Linked DNA regions of Hordeum vulgare: region 2 is linked to region 1. The links are chromatin contacts, called in public HiChIP or PLAC-seq maps. All regions are on one chromosome and are shown on one strand. The core of a region is the stretch at or near the end of the contact, and the rest is flanking DNA. Distances in the headings are between cores, read along the strand shown. Region 1 holds the start of LOC123428148 (APETALA2-like protein 5). Region 2 holds the start of LOC123428150 (ethylene-responsive transcription factor ERF008-like).

What was found. HiChIP or PLAC-seq counts read pairs in DNA pulled down with a chosen protein or histone mark.
Region 2: a contact with region 1 is called in an H3K4me3 HiChIP or PLAC-seq map of embryo, with 6 times the contacts expected there. The contact joins the promoter of LOC123428150 here to the promoter of LOC123428148 in region 1. A contact is called at or near these places in 1 of 6 Hi-C or Micro-C datasets (seedling) and 1 of 1 datasets of contacts at active chromatin or transcription factors (embryo).

What each region holds. Positions count from the first base shown.
Region 1 is chr2H:635,314,418-635,320,405 of MorexV3_pseudomolecules_assembly, reverse strand. It overlaps LOC123428148 (APETALA2-like protein 5), which reads left to right and starts at 2,258. Exons shown (of 10, transcript XM_045112313.1): 1 at 2,258-3,118; 2 at 3,392-3,417; 3 at 3,514-3,544; 4 at 3,640-3,724; 5 at 3,807-3,952; 6 at 4,147-4,191; 7 at 4,324-4,415; 8 at 4,561-4,748; 9 at 4,856-4,945; 10 at 5,049-5,779. The coding sequence starts at 2,724. The coding sequence ends at 5,414.
Region 2 is chr2H:635,722,269-635,728,256 of MorexV3_pseudomolecules_assembly, reverse strand. It overlaps LOC123428150 (ethylene-responsive transcription factor ERF008-like), which reads right to left and starts at 3,141. Exons shown (of 1, transcript XM_045112314.1): 1 at 1,620-3,141. The coding sequence starts at 2,783. The coding sequence ends at 2,052.

The DNA.
Region 1 (5,988 bases), core at 1,009-3,508:
CGTGATCCGACAAGAGGATCATTAGCGCCCAACACATTTAATTCGATCGTTCTCTATCTGGCCAAGGGTCAGCCAACCAGCTGCACACAATGCGCCGGTCTTAGCTGGTGCTGTGAGATACTAATATTCTTACGTTGCACTTTCAGAATTGTTTTACTTGTTATCATAGAAAATATAAAACAGTAAGGCAAAAACTAATTGGAGAGATGCATGAGTCACATACCATGAAACATTTTCCTCAAAACAGTTTTGGAAACGAGGTTTCGAGCAAAGAGATCGAAAATTTAAGTTTCTAAAGGAAGAATACTATTATCAAGAAAACCCCAAAATACCTTGCTGCGTTTTATTTACCATCACTTTATTTGCATGTATCAATCTATCCTTTCACTTTACCCACGAGGGATTGACAACCCGTGCACGCGTTGGGTTGAGAGGATTTGTTATTTGTGTGCAAGTACCACTTACATAGTTTTGTGAATCTTCCTACTGGATTGATAACTTGGTTTCATAACTGAGGTAAATACTTGTCGTCAATGTGCTACATCACCCTTTAAGCTTGAAGGGAAACCAACGCAAATCAGCGGGGAGTCACTTTGTAATCCAACAGAATCTCAATGAGCATCACTATACCCATCATTTTTCTTCAACTTCTTGGTGTCTCTTTTGATGTCTTCATGGACGAGCTACCACTTTTGTTTAATATTGAATTTCATCCAACAATTGGAAAAAGTGAATGGCTTCAACTCGACTTGTTGGTACAAACCGCCTGCAAAGTTCCGTGAGTTTTGACTCTGATGCCGCTTAGGTTCCGACAACGTCTTGTCTAAGGAAACCAACAAACTTGATCACATTCTCATGGAGGGTGTTCCATATATGTTGAAGAGAGCACACAGTGCGGTCGCTAATGATTGGATGTGGTGTCAGATATGTTTTTTCTATTGGTAATTTTTTTGATATTTTTCAAATATTTAAGGCCTTTTTGCTCTGTTCCACGTACGTGATCCATGCTAGTTGTCAACCAACAAAGCAACTTCGAACTAGGTGAATGCCAGACCTCTTAGCTTCACTGTCTTCTTATTTTTAGTGTGTGGTGTTTGCCCTGCTTCAAACATAAGGGAATTGGTATCCCCCATGTTAAATTGCAAAGGTTCTTCCCCATCATTTATCATGTTTAGCATCCTTTGGTCCTATAATATGCATCGCAATTAAATTATCATCCTACAAGTTTGATCGAATGGTATGGACAACAAATGAATCAACAAATCGCAAATGTCATAGCGAAAAAGAAGGTACCGGGTCTTGTTGGGACATTTTGTCCAACGACATGTGGGCATGCACGACACAGGCCTTACTCGATATTGCTTCATGCCTTCGGAGTTACTACGACCAGCCATCGTGCCCACGGTGGTGACGTCTTCCGGAAAACTATCCGAGATGTCCGACCATTGGAAGGCTGGAATGAACTCGGGTTATTGCCGGCGACTTGTTTATCCGCACAACCACGACACATAGATTGGTTGGTGTCGCGAAGCCACTTGTGCCAAAGTCCATGTCATCATCATCGTGCATCTCCGCGTCGTCCCTCCTCGCGCTCGCGCTGCTTTCGACATCGCACCATCCGAGCGATATTCTCCGCCTTGCAGTTGACCGCCACGGTCTGGATCCCCACTGATTCTGCCGAGGTATCATCCATGCCGATGGCGGCACACATGGTAGTCGGCGACGACATCAGCAACAACGAACGACGATGGCGGTGGGAAGGGTGGGTAAAGGAGAAGGAGGTGGGCGGCTGCACAAAGGCGAGAAATGAAGGACCAATGGAGGAGAAATGCGGTTGAACTGGTGGACTAGTGAATTTTAGATAGGATTAGGATTGGGTCCGGTTTATCCGAACCGGCATGATAAAATCATCGGTTGTTCCATATCGATCCAGATATGAATCAATCAGATATGAAGAGTGTCGGTCAGTTCGAGTGTTTTGACCGACTTTATCATGTTCGATTGGGTGAAAGGTTTCTGTCCGGGCAGCGACCGTCCAAACGTTTGGACTTGGACGGACACAGGGCTCCGGGTGTAGCCGCTCTGATCAGCGTTCGTGTTGCCCTAACAACATGTGCCATGTTTACTGACCTGTACTCCATCGACCACATGTGTGTGAAAGACCAACATGTGCTTTGTTTACTGCCTCGTGCTCTTCCCCTCCCGTTTCTATTATAACCGCGCCCCCGCACGCCTACGCTCTCCTCTCTTCTGCTCTGCTCTGCTCCCCTTTCCCCCCTCCCTCCCTCCCTCCCTCGTCGGGGCCCTGAGCACTAGCTTAGGTATGTTGGTGCAGCAGCGGAAGCCTTTGCTCTTCCACCACTCCATCTCCATCTCCATCTCCATCCACCACGAGCAGGAGCTGGACCTCTCCCCGTCGCCGCTGCCTTTTCCCTCCTCCTCTGCGCTCCTAGGTTAAGAAGAGGAGGTGCTTTTCAAAGGAGAGAGCAAAAGAGAAAGTCCTTGCATACCCCAACAAGGCAACCCGCCACTGCCTTTTTCTCCCCCTCCCCCCTCTCTCTTCCCTCCTCTGCTTTCTTGTTATCTTCAACCCCAGCCAACGAGAGCAGAGCCGAGCCGAGCCGAGCCGAACAGAGAGAGAGGCCGATAGGGGTGGACCGAAGAACCGGACGGCAAGAAGGTAGGAGGAGTGAGGAAGGGAAGGGAAGGGAAGGACGGCCGGCATGTGGGATCTCAACGACTCGCCGGCGGCCGAGGGGCCGCCGCTGTCCCCGTCCGTGGACGACTCCGGCGCCTCCTCCTCGTCTGCCGCCGCGGTGGTCGAGATACCCGACGACGCCGAGGACGACTCCGCCGAGGCCGTCGTCACGCGCCAGTTCTTCCCCCCGGCCGCCCCGGGCGAGGGCGGCCCCGGCAACGGGAACGACCGCGCCGCGTGGCTCCGCCTGGCCGGCGCCCCCGCGCCCACCGTGGCCGCGGCCGCCGGAGGAGGAACAGGAGGCCCCGCGGCGGCGTCGGCGGCGGCCAAGAAGAGCCGGCGCGGTCCCCGTTCCCGCAGCTCGCAGTACCGCGGCGTCACCTTCTACCGCCGGACGGGCCGGTGGGAGTCGCACATATGGTAAGCTCCCGCCGCCGCTCCGCTCCTTTCCTTTCCTTTCTCGAAAGCTTAAGGAAGGAAGGAGAGAGAGTGCAGCAAAAGAAGAGAAGAGAAGAGAAGATGGATGGATGGATGGGTTTGGTATTGGATTCGTCTTGTTTTGGGCATTCCATGCCTCTGCTCCTTTTACCTTTCATAGCAACATCTTATCAAACTTATTCCCCTTCCTTCCTTGTTTCTCTCTCTTCCCCCCTCTCCTCTCCTCTTCTCACCCCATTCTTTTGTGCAATGCAGGGATTGCGGCAAGCAGGTCTATCTGGGTAAGTTTCCTCCATCCCCGTCTTGTCCACACATCCATACTTGGGGTGCGAAATCGATCGCCAATTGGAGCTCACAATGTCACTGACGGCCTGCAGGTGGATTCGACACTGCTCATGCGGCGGCTCGGTACGATAAAGATCCCATACCAACCGATTTGACAGTACCAATCAAGCTCTCTTCTTTACTGATTTCTTCTTCTTCATCATCATCTGCGGCCGCAGGGCGTACGATCGGGCGGCGATCAAGTTCCGCGGCATGGAGGCCGACATCAATTTCAGCCTGGAGGACTACGACGACATCAAGCAGGTGAGCGACGCCCGATCGATCAACACGAGCTAGCGCTTGTTGCTCGCAGAATCGTAACGTGTTTGCCCTGGTTTGCTTGCAGATGGGCAACCTGACCAAGGAGGAGTTCGTCCACGTGCTCCGGCGGCAGAGCACGGGGTTCCCCCGGGGGAGCTCCAAGTACAGGGGCGTCACGCTCCACAAGTGCGGCAGGTGGGAGGCGCGGATGGGCCAGTTCCTCGGCAAGAAGTATGTGCTCCTCCACCAACCACCATCGCCACCCTCCTTCCTCCCTTCTCCTCCAATCGATGGCTCGAATTTTTGCTCTGCTCGTCTGCCTGCTCCTGTCGTTGCGCTCAAAGTTGCAGCATCTCCCTGCTAACTAGCCTGACGGCATGGCATGGCATGGCAGCGGCACTAATGAGAATCTTTGTGCAACGCAGGTACGTCTACTTGGGGCTGTTCGATACCGAGGAGGAAGCTGCCAGGTAGTAAAAACTGAAAAATTATTGGGCATGCACTGTGCGCGCGTCCTCCATCCATTGCTAGCTTTAGCTTTGCTCGGGCTGGGGTTGGGCGGTGAACTGATTGATGTCTCGTGTGTCTCTGTGTCTGGGCAGGTCGTACGACCGCGCTGCCATCAAGTGCAACGGCAAGGATGCGGTCACCAACTTCGATCCCAGCACCTACGCCGAGGAGTTCGAGCCGGCGGGTCAGTAATAATCTTGTTATATTCATCGCGCACTGTTCATCTGTGATTTTGATTTGGCCACCATAGGATTATGCGGCATACGTATGTTTCTTCCGGTTCGTTCACTGACCTTGATCTTGATCTTGGGTGGGCAATGCTCTGCCAGCTTCGACCGGCGACGCGGAGCAGCAGAACCTGGACCTGTCGCTGGGGAGCTCGGCGGGGTCGAACAAGAGGGGCAGCCTCGACGGCGGCGGCATGGACGACGACGGCGCGGCGGGGTCCGACCAGCGCGTCCCCATGGCCTTCGAGCTCGACTGGCACACGGCGGCGGCGCGCAGCACCAAGGCCAAGGTACAGGCCCCAACTTGACCTTGACCACCCTGCAACAAACTACTGCTCCTGCATCATAGTATAATCAAGCGTTGGAAAAGCTGAGAATGGCGTAATTTACTATGCAGTTCGACCAGAACTCGGCGCGTCATCAGATGCCCCCTCCAGCCCTGCAACTGCAAGCCCCCCACATGCAGTTCAGTCCCAGGCATCACCAAGTGGGTACTTTTGCCGCTCCAAGTTGGAGCTCACGAATTTTTCTATCTCTTCTCTTCTTGGTAGGCGCGAATTAACGGTGGTTGTTTGGTTCAAACTGTGCAGTTCGTGGGCAACGCCGATCCGGGGACAGCGGGAGGCCTGTCGCTGACGGTCGGCGCCGGCGCCGGGGGCGGGCAATGGCCTCCGCCTCCGCCTCCCCACCACTACCAGCCGCCGCATCCGCAGCAGCACCACCAGCAGCAGCAACAGAGGCTGCAGCACGGCTGGGGCAACGTCGTCCCCGGCACGAGCTGGCAGCCGGTCCAGCCGCCGCCGCCGCCGCACCACCAGGCGGGGCCGGTGCCGAACAACGCTGCCGCCGCCGCAGCAGCAGCCGCAGCATCATCACGATTCCCACCCTACATCGCCACGCAGGCGCAGAGCTGGCTCCAGAAGAACGGGTTCCACTCCCTGGCCAGACCCACCTAGCCGCTTGCAGAGACACAATCAAGAGCAGCCAGCCAAGAAGATCTTCTTTCTTCATCCATCATCCATGGCGAAGAAGATGGATCGACAGGTGTGTTCCGCCGAACCAACCGGGCGAAATCACGGAGGAAAAACTCAAGTTTCCTCGTCCCACAGCCATTACCAGCAGAACCGAACTGAACTGAGAGTCTGAGACCGGATGCTAGTATTCTTTTTTACCATTTCATGTTTTCTTTCTTGCTCTTTTTCTTGATTGATTGGGTGAGAGCGAGAGATGGATTTGAGAGGAGGACGGATGCGGTCATGTGTAAATGCAGAGTTCCCCAAGAAGACGAGAGACATTGGTTCTAGCTCTAGCTAGCTTTCAACTCAAGTGTGTGTTTGTGGTGGAGCATCTTTTGGTTCTTGCTACCATGGCCACAACAGCGATGACTCCGGGGCGTCCATGTCCACATCACAGCTCATTTTGTTTGGTCTCATGTTGCATCACTCACTTCATGACGATATTGATTCCGGCATTTCGCTCCGTGCACCGCCCTCGTGGCCGACAGCGCTAGCCCGTCTCTATGAAACCTCT
Region 2 (5,988 bases), core at 1,892-4,391, 410 kb before region 1:
TCACTTAGTAAAATATCTTAAAAGACTTATATTTAGGAACGGAGGGAGTATAAGCCTATTTGAATTGAGCCCGTGCATGCTAAGAATGCCCTGTGTAGGATATGAAACACCTAAAAATAGATTGAGTAGGAATCTTTTATCCTCATGCGTCCTCCATGTGTGTCCTACCAAACACACGCCTGTTCTGTCCGATGGAGAGCACACGGCACGCTGGAAATGGTACGTGTGAGTGTAGAGAAAGTCGCCATTTTTCACTTTATTCCTGCAAAATAGCCGTAAGCGCCTTGTTCGCCGCACCACCTGTATGTACAATGTTTTTTCTTCCAAAACCTAACCTCAGGACCGCCACGCAGTCGACCACCAAAAGGGTCCAAGATTAACGGCGATGGCTCACGCATGCTGTCTGCCTGTCTACAGATCCAAGCAAAAGCGAGACCCGTCGAGGAGGGGAGGACCGATCACGCACTGACCGCATGCATGACCTGGTGCTGGCTGCTGGCTGCTGGCAGTCCTCTCCTCCGAGCAAATTGGGACGGGGATGCGCGCATGCATGCATGGAGCCGTGGGGCGGGGCGCACGGACCCCGTGCCGGAACCGCACTGCTGTCGCCCTCCGCCCTTTCCCCTGCATCTCCCGTCCGTATCTGCATTTGTAGCAGCATGTGCGCGCGCGCCGACACCTGTTGCCTCGTTGCCCCCATGTCGACACACCTCAAATGTCTCGATCCACCGGCGCCCCGTGCCGATCCATGACGTTCAACCACACCACCGTCTGATGATGGGCGCGCTCGGCTCAGCTGCACGCACGGCGCCACCGAGCCCCCAGCTCTCGTGTCAATCCACCGCTAGATTCTCGGTAAGTTCACTGACCCGAGTGCAGACAGGTCATAGGTGCAGGGTCGTTGCCACGACAGTCCAATCCAGTTTCGATCCCCCTCGCACCGTTGCAACGTAGTAGTGGCGAGCGCTGATTAGTCGGGTTGGCGGCAGGTCGACAGGAGTACTTGGCCGGCCGATCCACGCATGCAGTACAGAGAAGGCAATCATCAGCACGTCTTTGCTTTGCTTTGCTCTGCCTTGCTTCCCGATCATCCGATGTGGTGGCCTAATACCCACCCACCCAATCACCCATACATACATACACACACACACACACCATCATACTACTAGCATGCACTAGTATTCTACCTATGACCCCTCTGCCTAATGGATGCCTAATCGCCATGCCACCACGTGATCGGTGATCCATCAAATATCCCTGTAGCTAGCTAGCTCCACTTCGTCCGCTGGGGAGATGAGATGAGATGAGATCAGATTAGATTAGCCAGCAGTGCCAGTCCAGCACGGCCCGCCGCTGCCCGATCCATAATTGCACCGGCACATTCGGATTGAGGCACACGCATGCAGCAGCAGAGACATGGATAGAGAAAAGTCTCACCCCAACTGATTAGTGCCTGCTGATGCCTAACCTAACCTAACGCGGATATGCTCGCTTGCTTTGCTTTGCTTTGCTCCCACCAGCAGACAGCCGGATTAAGCCGCCAAGCCAACCACTGGATCATTTCAATTACACTACTCAGATAATACGATATCAAAATCCAGAGGCGATGCACTCAGCAGTTAATTAACAACGAAGGGGGCGACGGACGATTAATTAACAGAAGTTGCACTGCTAATCGCTGCTTATCTACTCGATAACAGAAACAGAGAGAAAAAAGAAGAAGATGGTGGCGATTGTTTTATCACTGTTACAGCTGTCTTTTTTGACATTTGGAAAGACCGCCACTTGTGGCGTCCCCCGCCTCCCCTCCCCCTCCCTTGTTCTTATCCAGACCAACGTATTGAAAAATAATCTCGCCACCGACCCACCGACCACCGGCACCTCGCCCGCCGACGCGGCGGAGCTTGCTAGGGAGACCGTTGGGTGGTGGACTGGATTGAGTTGCTTGTGCTGCTTCATCAACATACGCTGCTGGCTGCTCTCCGGAGACTGGCTGCATGGTCGACTGGTTGGTTGTAGATGACTGGAAGCCGCCGCTTCTTCCGGCTGCTTCACTCGGCGTCGGAGGTGTCCGGGCTGGGCGCCTGGTTGAGATCCGGGTTCTTGGCGCGCCCGTTCCACGCCGTCCGCTGCTGCTTCACGTGGCGGTGCAGCTCCTCGCCGTGCGGCTCCGCGTGGTGGTGGTGGTGGAGCCGCTGCCGCTCCCGGTGGTGCGCGGGCGCGGCGACCATGGTGGTCATGCCGGTCTGGAGCGCGTCCACGCGGGACCCGACCTCGATGGCCTTCTTCCGGATCGAAGCCGCCGACAGCGCGCCGCCGTCGGCCAGCTCGCCCGCCATCTCCCCTCCACCGGCCTCGGCGGCCTCGGGCGACGACAGCGCGAGCGCGGAGATCTCGTCGGGGAAGTTGAGGCGCGCCGACCTGCCGCGGAGGTAGAAGACGGCCGTGTCGTAGGCGCGCGCGGCGGCGACGGGCGTGGCGTAGGACCCCAGCCAGATGCGCGTCCGCTTGTGCGGCTCGCGGATCTCCGCCACCCACTTGCCCCACTTGCGCATGCGCACGCCGCGGTACTGCTTCCGCGGCTGCTGCTGCTGCAGCGGCATCGCCATGGCCATGGGCATGGGCGGCGCCACGGCCACCGTCACGTTGTGCTCCTCCTTGGCCGCCACCGCCGCGGCCGCAGCCGCCAGGGGCGCCATGGCCGCCGCAGCCGCAGCCGCAGCCGCCGCAGAACCCGCCGAGCCCTCGCTCGAAGACGACGAGCGGTACTCGCCCTGCTGCATGAGGGAAGATGCCTGCCTAACCTAAGCTGCTATGGTGGCCGGCCGCCGCCTCGGCTGGTCTCTCTCTCTCTCTCTCTCACCTCCCTGCCGCGTGCCGGAAGGAGGAGTAGCTTTTGGGTTGGAGCAGCGGAGCTGGCTTCTCTTTCTTGCCGTGGCTCCAGTCCCGGCTATCTATTTGCTGGGCGGTATTTGTATTGGGATTTTGTGGGTGGGGGGTATGATTAGAGTTTGGTTGGGATAATCATAAACTGGAGCGCAGCTCCGCTCGGGAGGGAGAGAAGGGAAGAGGACATCGACGGCAGCAGCAGTGTACTCTACTGTGCTGTTTGGAAGGGAGCCTGGCCTGACCCGTTCCAAGCCAAGCCAAGCCGAGCCAGCCGCACCCCAAAGGAAATCGCTAGGTCCACCGTCTAACTTGCGTCCGGACACGACACCCCACAGGTCCATGCATATCCATCCCCACGTACGTATTTGGACCAGTACTCCATACGTAGCAACAACGTCGGCCGGTTGTATTTGTATTGTACTCGTACTTGGGTACAGCTAGCGTCAACCTTGTAGGATTGGAATTTGTATTTGGCGTGCAATTCCTTGCTCTGGCTGTGGAAACAACACCATCGTTGTTGCTGCTGGTCCAGGCAGGAGAAAAAACACGAACTGTTCTTTCTTGTGGTAAGGTAAGTTTATATTATACTACGATGATAAGATGACCGCAACGTCACAATCCATGTACCCTTCTCTGTTGCTCACCAACCCTCGTGCGCACTTGTCGCCACGCTGTAATTTTGTTGACCTCCGTTGCCGCTCCGGTTTCTTCCTGTCCAAGTTCCGTTCACATTTTCGGGGTCAACAAGTGATCGCTTGAGTATACAATAAGTGGCAAATTCTAGAAGAAATGTACTACTACATGTCTTACAAAATAGACATATGACTAGGCAATGAAAAAGATTATCCTTACCCGCGCAAGAGGAAACGAAAAAGATCGTCCTTACGTTTTCTTCATCATGTGATGCACATGATATGCCATTTTTTTCATGTGACATGCAAAGTCGCTTAGGACAATCACATCAAGCAAATGGATTGGCGACTAGTGCTCATATCGGCCACAAGTAAAATTGTGTGGCCTAAACTTTGGAAACCAAACTAGAACTCCTAGTAAAATCATCCTAAGAAGAGAAAAGGAAAATAAATCCTAATAGTTACATCAACGGCCACAAGGTACTATAATTTCTTTAACTGCCAAAACAGTGTGCTCCTTTGCTGTGAGAGTATCACAAGTGCGCTCACATATTTGGAGAGCAAGTATCGAATTGACTATTTATATATGTAAAACTAGATGGAAGAGCTTGTTGTATATCGATCAGCAGGGACTCGTTTGTGGAAGATTACATGGGTTCTGGGTCGGTTTTGATCTCGACTTGGCTTTTCTGATAACTATACATGAGACACATACATATCATACACAAACCAATTGCCAGGATTACACAACAATCACATGTACGAAATACAAACTATACAAAGTATCTGAACATCCACTGTCAATCATAACTTATCTATGTTGAGAATGCGACTAAATGCTTCATGTTGCCGTACTGTCAATGGTTTTGTAAACCCATGTGCAACTTGATCTCTTGTGGTTATAAAATGAATGTTGAGGAACTTGTTTGCTACTCTTTTTGTGACAAAGTGGCCATCCACTTCAATATGTTTAGTTCTTGCATGAAACACAAGATTGACTCACTGATAAGTTTCACCAAGATTATCACGCCGTAATATTGCTGCTTTAGGTTAAATATAATACCAAGCTCTTGCAACAATGATTGAACCAACATTAAAAGCACCACTTTATTTTGACACGATTGATCCTATCCACCCATAACCAGGTCCAATGGTCCATGATTTAAATTGTTTTTCACAACAAAACTTGTTTGTTTGATAGTCATTGCATTTTTAATCTTGATATGGCCCTTAATTATGATTTGGCTATCACCTTACACGAAAGAGGGGGGAAATTGGATGTCCCCTTACCTCTTTTTTTGTCTCCTACGTTCTCTTCACAATTCACACGCTCCCAATCAAGCACGTATCCTTCTTTCACTAGACCTACAAATGGTCATTGATGCAAGCCACTCCTTTGAGGTTCACTCCTCTCTCATGCTACATAGTCGCAACTTGATCGACTTAAGCGATGCTCATGTCATAAGTCGGCCAACCTAATCGATCGATGCCAGGACTTAAGTCTATAAGTTGATGACATGACCTACAATAGTTATAGGGATGTTGATGACAAGGCCCATGGTGCCTAGGAGGCTAGGAGTCTTGTCATGATATTCCATATTGGAGGACATATATCTAAATATCTCTATTTCCTGGTTCAAAATTGTTGCCTCCAACTTTGGTATGGATACCATTGTTGATGCTCAATCTTGTAGCAGTTGGGATTTAAGAATAAGCGAACGTGTTGGCACATTTTGAAGGAAGAAAATTTTCCACGCCATGCCATGGGTTTTCCTTTCACTCGGTTCCTTCGGGTATGATAACAAGTATGCTACTTATAAGCAAAACACATGCGCACATTTCTTTTGAGTTAAGAAACGCAAGAGAGTACAAAAATGTCTATTAGTAGTGTATTGCTCTAAAGAAAATAGATGGTGGGTGAAACTACTCATACGCATTGTTGTGTCCTGATTGTCAAGGAACGAGCAAGGGAAATAATTACAATGAATACTCTCTCTGTTCCAAAATAAATGACTCAAATTTACTACTTAGTTAGTATAAATTTTATACTAAAGCAGCGACATTTATTTTGGGACGGAGGTAATACATTATAATCCTTTGTGATGCTATACTTGCACCGGGTTCTCTTTTTATACATGTACCATGATCTAAGACCATATGCATGCATCTTTTCTTAGTTAAATCCACGCACGTACTTACGAATAGACTACATTATTTTCATTACTAATACACAAATAATTTTCATATGATGTGTATCAACATATAAATATTTATTCTAAAATATCCAAACATTTTTTGCTGATAATCATCAACGTTATTATTTGAACCCGTAAGCTCGATCTTAATTTGTGTTTCATCATGTGACGGTGAGACATATATCCTTTCTTAAAAAGTCTTAATTCATAGATGTTACGTCATAGTGACGAACGGGGCCACCCAAATGTTGCCTTAGTTTGGCCTTAGGTGC